Linked DNA regions of Triticum aestivum: region 1 is linked to region 2. A link is a contact called in public Hi-C data. All regions are on one chromosome and are shown on one strand. The core of a region is the stretch at or near the end of the contact, and the rest is flanking DNA. Distances in the headings are between cores, read along the strand shown. Region 1 has its middle 76 kb from the start of LOC123052163. Region 2 overlaps LOC123052162 (phosphatidylinositol glycan anchor biosynthesis class U protein).

Evidence for each region. A called contact is a pair of places that touch in the nucleus more often than the background predicts.
Region 1: a contact with region 2 is called in a Hi-C map of leaf, with 4 times the contacts expected there. The contact joins two enhancer-like sites. A contact is called at or near these places in 1 of 5 Hi-C or Micro-C datasets (leaf) and 1 of 1 datasets of contacts at active chromatin or transcription factors (leaf).

What each region holds. Positions count from the first base shown.
Region 1 is chr2D:131,202,781-131,205,480 of IWGSC CS RefSeq v2.1, reverse strand. No RefSeq gene overlaps it. Among protein-coding and RNA genes, the nearest start is that of LOC123052163, 76 kb to the left of the region's middle. Within about 2 kb of position 1,285, at least 8 of the 8 cell types and tissues checked have an H3K27ac peak or open chromatin away from gene starts, as enhancers often do. A contact at or near this core is called in leaf, where this site is marked.
Region 2 is chr2D:130,776,738-130,779,437 of IWGSC CS RefSeq v2.1, reverse strand. It overlaps LOC123052162 (phosphatidylinositol glycan anchor biosynthesis class U protein), which reads right to left. Exons shown (of 15, transcript XM_044475265.1): 15 at 2,623-2,700. Among protein-coding and RNA genes, the nearest start is that of LOC123052162, 12 kb to the right of the region's middle. Within about 2 kb of position 1,352, at least 7 of the 8 cell types and tissues checked have an H3K27ac peak or open chromatin away from gene starts, as enhancers often do. A contact at or near this core is called in leaf, where this site is marked.

The DNA.
Region 1 (2,700 bases), core at 36-2,535, 430 kb before region 2:
TTTTTTAGTCATATATATCCTGGTAGGTCCATGATCCCTACACAATGATGGCAAAGGGACTAATAACCTATATGAATATTGTCATCAACATCAAAAACATGATTAAGGGCATGATTACACTTTCAATGGGATCTGGTGATTGTGAAGGCGTTTGTTTCATGTTTCTTCAGCCGCCAAGGAGGCCAAGGTGCACTTGTTTCCATCCTCCCCGAGTCCATCATCACGTCGGAGATGGGTTGCTGACGTCTAATCCAAAGCACCTATTGTTGCTCTATCACGCGCTTCTTTTGAGCGGTGTTTTGTAGCATCTCTGATTGCTCCCATGCGGACTGTTCTAGCTGAATGGCAACTATTTTCCTCCCGGCCAATATACCGAAAGGAAAGGCCATGTGTAGTTGTGACTCAACGTTTGCTTCTTCTTCGTGTGGCTTATGTTGGCGACGGACCGACGACGATCCCCCAATCCAAGTTGTTCTGCCCCTGGCGATGGCGAGCTCGATCAGGTGTGAAAAACTTGTTGATGACTGTGAAGCACATTGCAATCTTCTTCTCGCATAGTGTTTTTTTTGCAAAGTGTCTGGATTGAGTAGTAATTTTGCAACTGCAATGCAATATCTATAAGACTGTTCCGGGTCCTTCGCGACCCATCTCTTGTTAAACAAGCACATTTTGGAGCAAAGCAAAAATGAATGTTATCTCATGATAATTTGATTAATGTATGGTGAGAAATTCAAGAATTTTATATTTCAATGATATATATCTATCAAGTCTAGCATGAACCGGCACGACGTTATCCGAAAATCCACAATTTGTGCGTGAACCATTCATGACACAGACAAGAGCCCCACGGTACCAGGTACTAGTATTTCCTACGGCACCAATCAAGTGCATTAACATACTCCGTTAAAAGGAACACGGCGCCAATCCAGTAACCTCGTTCGTTTCTCCCAGCTCGAAGCCGCCAAGCCGAGCTACACCAAGATCAAAAAGCATCCCCGAGCCGGCTCGCCTCGGCTCGGCTGGAGGCCCCACGCGATGAGGGTAGCTCTCCGCGACCCTGTAGGGGCACCCAGCAGGCAGCAACTGGCACCCAACAAACAGCCGCTGCAACTTGCCGCGCCCCGCGGGTCCCACCCCCGAGGGCCTACGCCGCAGCGACACGTCGCCCCCCGCGCACCCGTCCGCTTTTAAAGCCCGCGGGCGGGCGGGCGGTACGGGTACGTGTGCGTGAGGCCGCCGCATCGCGCGCCACGTGCGGCCTCCCTCCTCCCCCCGCGGGCCCCACGACAGCTCACCGCCCCACACGCAGGCCAGCTTTGCCGTCGCGCCCTCCCCCTCCCTTTTCGTCCCTCGAGACCCACCCGCGGCGGCTGACACGCGGGGCCACGCGGGCCTGGGCCCGCCGGTCGGCGCCACGCGTGCGGTACGAGGCGCGTGGGTGATTCTGCGGTGAGGTAAGCGCGCAGGTGGGGTGTTGTCGCGGGGTCTGCGGTGGGCGGACACGTCACCCCCGGGTGGGGGCGACGGCGACGTACCGGCGCGGAGATCCACGTGTCGGGGGAAAGGCCCGGAGGGGGCGAACGGACGGCGGAGATGGGCGCCTGCCTGTCCTCCTTGGTGGGGCCAACCGCCCACAAGTGGATGCCGGATAGCGTTTGCTTGTGGTCTTCCGGTGCGAGGGTCAGGGATCCTCTGTGGCCAGCTGGCTGTGGGTATGCCGGGAAGAGTTGCCTGGGTGGGCGACAGACAGATAGTCGTATGAGGTCCCGGCCTCCATGTGTAAACCTCTGGGTTCGCTGTAGTTATCTCTTTCCTGGATTCCATCTGTGTTGTACTCCCCCCATTTCAAAATCTAGTGCGCCCGCGTTTTCCGAGGTCGAACTTTGACCATAAATTTCACAAACGAGACCGACTGCGGCGGGTGAAAAATTACATAATTAAAAACTTCTTTCGAATACGAATTCGCTGATATAATTTTTGCTCCCGCCGCAATCGGTCTTGATAGTTAAATTTACGGTTAAAGTTGAAGCACGGAGATAGAGGAAGCACTACATTTTGGAATGGAGGGAGTACTTAGTACTTGTTTGTAATCATGCTAGTACTGGAACAGCTCAACACGTACTGACAGTCAATTTTTCCGGTGATCTTTATGTTCGATGCCGCGCAGGTATACGGATGATTTCGAATACACTGTGCCTGCAGCGCTGCAATAACAAGGTGAAAATGCAGACAGTACTGAACAGACACACGCTCATCTCTACAACTACATGTAGCTTCTTAGTGCTACATCTCAACCGTAATAAGGACGCTTAGCTCAAGCAGCTAGGTAGAAAGTATAGCCAGCCAAGATGTGTCTCTGAAGAACAGTCTAAAGCATCCGTGCTCACAAATGATCCGTCGAAACCCGGCACGCAGCCATCAGAGCTGACCAGCGACTAGCCAATAATTGCCGGACCTCGACGGAGAGCCACAGCCACACGCGGCTCGTTCGCAGGGGATCCGGCAAATCCGCGAGGCGGGGAGCAGGATCTTGGGGATATCGATTTTGTACGATGTTCGCCACAGAAAAAGGTGAAAGGAAGAAGGAAAAAAAACGGCGATCGGACGCTGTCAGATTCAAACCCCCAATAATCTACTCCGCATCCTCCCGTCTCCGCTCGTTGCACGGCGCCAAGTTGCGTTCGACCTTGCGCTTTCAAA
Region 2 (2,700 bases), core at 103-2,602:
GATATGGCTCTCTGCCACGGCGGTGTAGATCAAGGTTTAACTTTTTTTGGTTACATGAAAATTTGGACTTCACTGAAACAACTTGATATTTAATAGATTGTATGTCAGGAAAATTTACCTATTTTGAAGTTAGTTTGAATTGACACCGGCTAATTTTTTAATCCTGGGCTAAATTACTCCTCTCGCCTCGTGAATCTACTTTTCCGGAAAGGTTCAATCTAATGCACTAGTAGTATTTTTTATTTCTTCTATTATTTTAACCGGCACGACTCCCCCTAGTGTCGTTAGTCGTACGGGCAATTACCACCGACCATATATATAGCGACGTCATCCCATTACGTCCATGCTATACCCCCGCGTACAGTGATGATTTTTTTTTTGCGGGGGTACAGTGATGATTTCATGATGATAACCTGTCAGAGGGAACTAATTCTGCACTTATCTCTAACACAGGAGGTATTCCGGGAACAATCTCCCCTCAAATGTCCTTTTAACCAGAAGGTGCTAACGGGAATATGCAGCTGCATGTGGTAAAAGCGCAGGCACATGCATGCGCAAGGGAATTTCTCGTGGGCCTGCCTGTCCAAGGCAAAGGAAAAAAAAATGAAAGGAAGGAAGCAAGAGCAACTAGCAGCAGACAGGGGACGTGTAAAAGCGCAGAAAGGTCCACGAGGCCATACTGGGCGCCTCTCAATTTGGCCAACTTGCTCGCCGCCAGAAATCAATCAGGCCACCCTCTCCTCTCATTTCACATCGCCTCATGCTCTCACCCAAATATCCATGTACTTGTTGTACCGCCACTTGACAAGTAGTTTATGTTATCCACCGACCAGACCAGACCAGGCCACCACCTCCACGACGCCAGCCAAATCGGCGTCGGGGTCGGCCGGCGCCGTGTGTCCCCGGCCCACGCCGTGCATGAACCTCTCCCCCGGCGAATATTGTAGGCGCAACTTGTGGCTCCGTCTCGTGCTAGCATGTAGAAAACGGAACACGAGTGCTCATCAGCCATTATTGTAGTCTTGTGCATGCAGCCCATTCGCACATGATGCATGATGGACGGTTCAGAGCCTTATGAAGTTATGAGTGTGTACTGTGTAGTACGTAGGTTTGTTCCTTCCTCCTTTTTTTTTTCTTATTATTTTTCTGCCATGAGGATGCATGAACCAAATGGTCGATGGAGTGGCCACACGTCGACGGCACGGTGTAGCACGCTCTAGAAAAATTCGGACAAAGACCAAAGGAAAGGGGCGCGTGGGGAAGGAGCGTGGCGCCTGCCGGTCAGGAGAATCCAGGAAATATCGGCATGGCGTGACCGGGAAGGATCGGACGAACGAACGTAGCCATCCACGGGGTTAACTGGGAACATGTGTCGCCCGAGGGGGACGGAGGGAATCATGGCTGGGATGGGGAATGGGTGGACGCCGCACGGAGAAAGTGGATGTAACTTGCACGACAACAACTCCTCTTGGACACATGGGTGGATGGGGAAGCATCCACTCACGCAGGCCGCGAGAGTGAGGTTTCAGCGCCTCGCTGAAAGAAAAGAGCGCCTCGCTTATCCGGTAAAAGTGTGCTCGGGTTCATAAAAGGCACATATTATACGATTTTCCCACAGGTTTGAGTCAATGGATTCTGCCTGGTAGCGAATGTGGAAACGTCGCTCCCCGCGAGCAGACCCTGGCCGCCGCTGCCAATGGATTCTTTGCCGGTCCAAGCTCGTTAGGTGGTGACATTTTCAAGGTTGATTATATTTATTATACTATTCCCTCCGTCCCACAATATAAGACGTCTTTGCAAGCTATGTTAGCTCGCAAAAACATCTTACATTATGGAACAGAGGGAGCAGAAAATATACTTAATATCTACTCCCTCCGTCCGAAAATACTTGTCATCAAAATGGATAAAAAGAGATGGATCTAGAATTAAAATACGTCTAGATACATCCCCTTTTATCCATTTTGATGACAAGTATTTCCGGGCGGAGGGAGTACAACACCAAACAAGCTTTATTACGTCTACTCTCTATCTAAAATATAGCTATAAGATTGGCTATAGATGATGTGACAACATCGTATAGCTGTACTCATGCTCTGATGACGCTAGCTACAAAGGTGACTTTAGGGATTACCTACGTAAGCATTAGTCAACTGAAAAGGAGCTCAAAAACACAAATGCAATTGCTGGAGTCACAAGATTACAGACTAGTAGAAAAGAATGTATCAAAGACAGACCCAAACGTGTGTCAGCCCATAGAAATCAACATCAAACAAAGCTACCCGTCTTTCATTTACCAACCAACATGGCACACGAGTAACACGCACACAAACTGGAGCATATGGACAAAATCATCGCATGAGGTTACAGGTAAGCCTAAATTAAGCTCGAAAATAACTACAATTAACGCAAAATAAATAGGTATAGTATGCTCGATCAGTTATCAACAACTCAACTTACTATCTGGGATCGGAAGGAAATTCTGTTGCAGTTCAAAGGTTTCTGTGCCACGAACATCTCTGACAATTGGTTTGCAGTACATAGGGAGTAAGAAACTGCAACGTGTGACTGACAATGACCTCGGCTTTACCAACATGAAAGAAAATAGGCTTGACAACGAAAGCAGAAGCATCCAAAGGCTACCTGACAAGCTGATTACTACCAGCGATAAATTTCACCAAGATCAGTCAAGGCAATAATCAA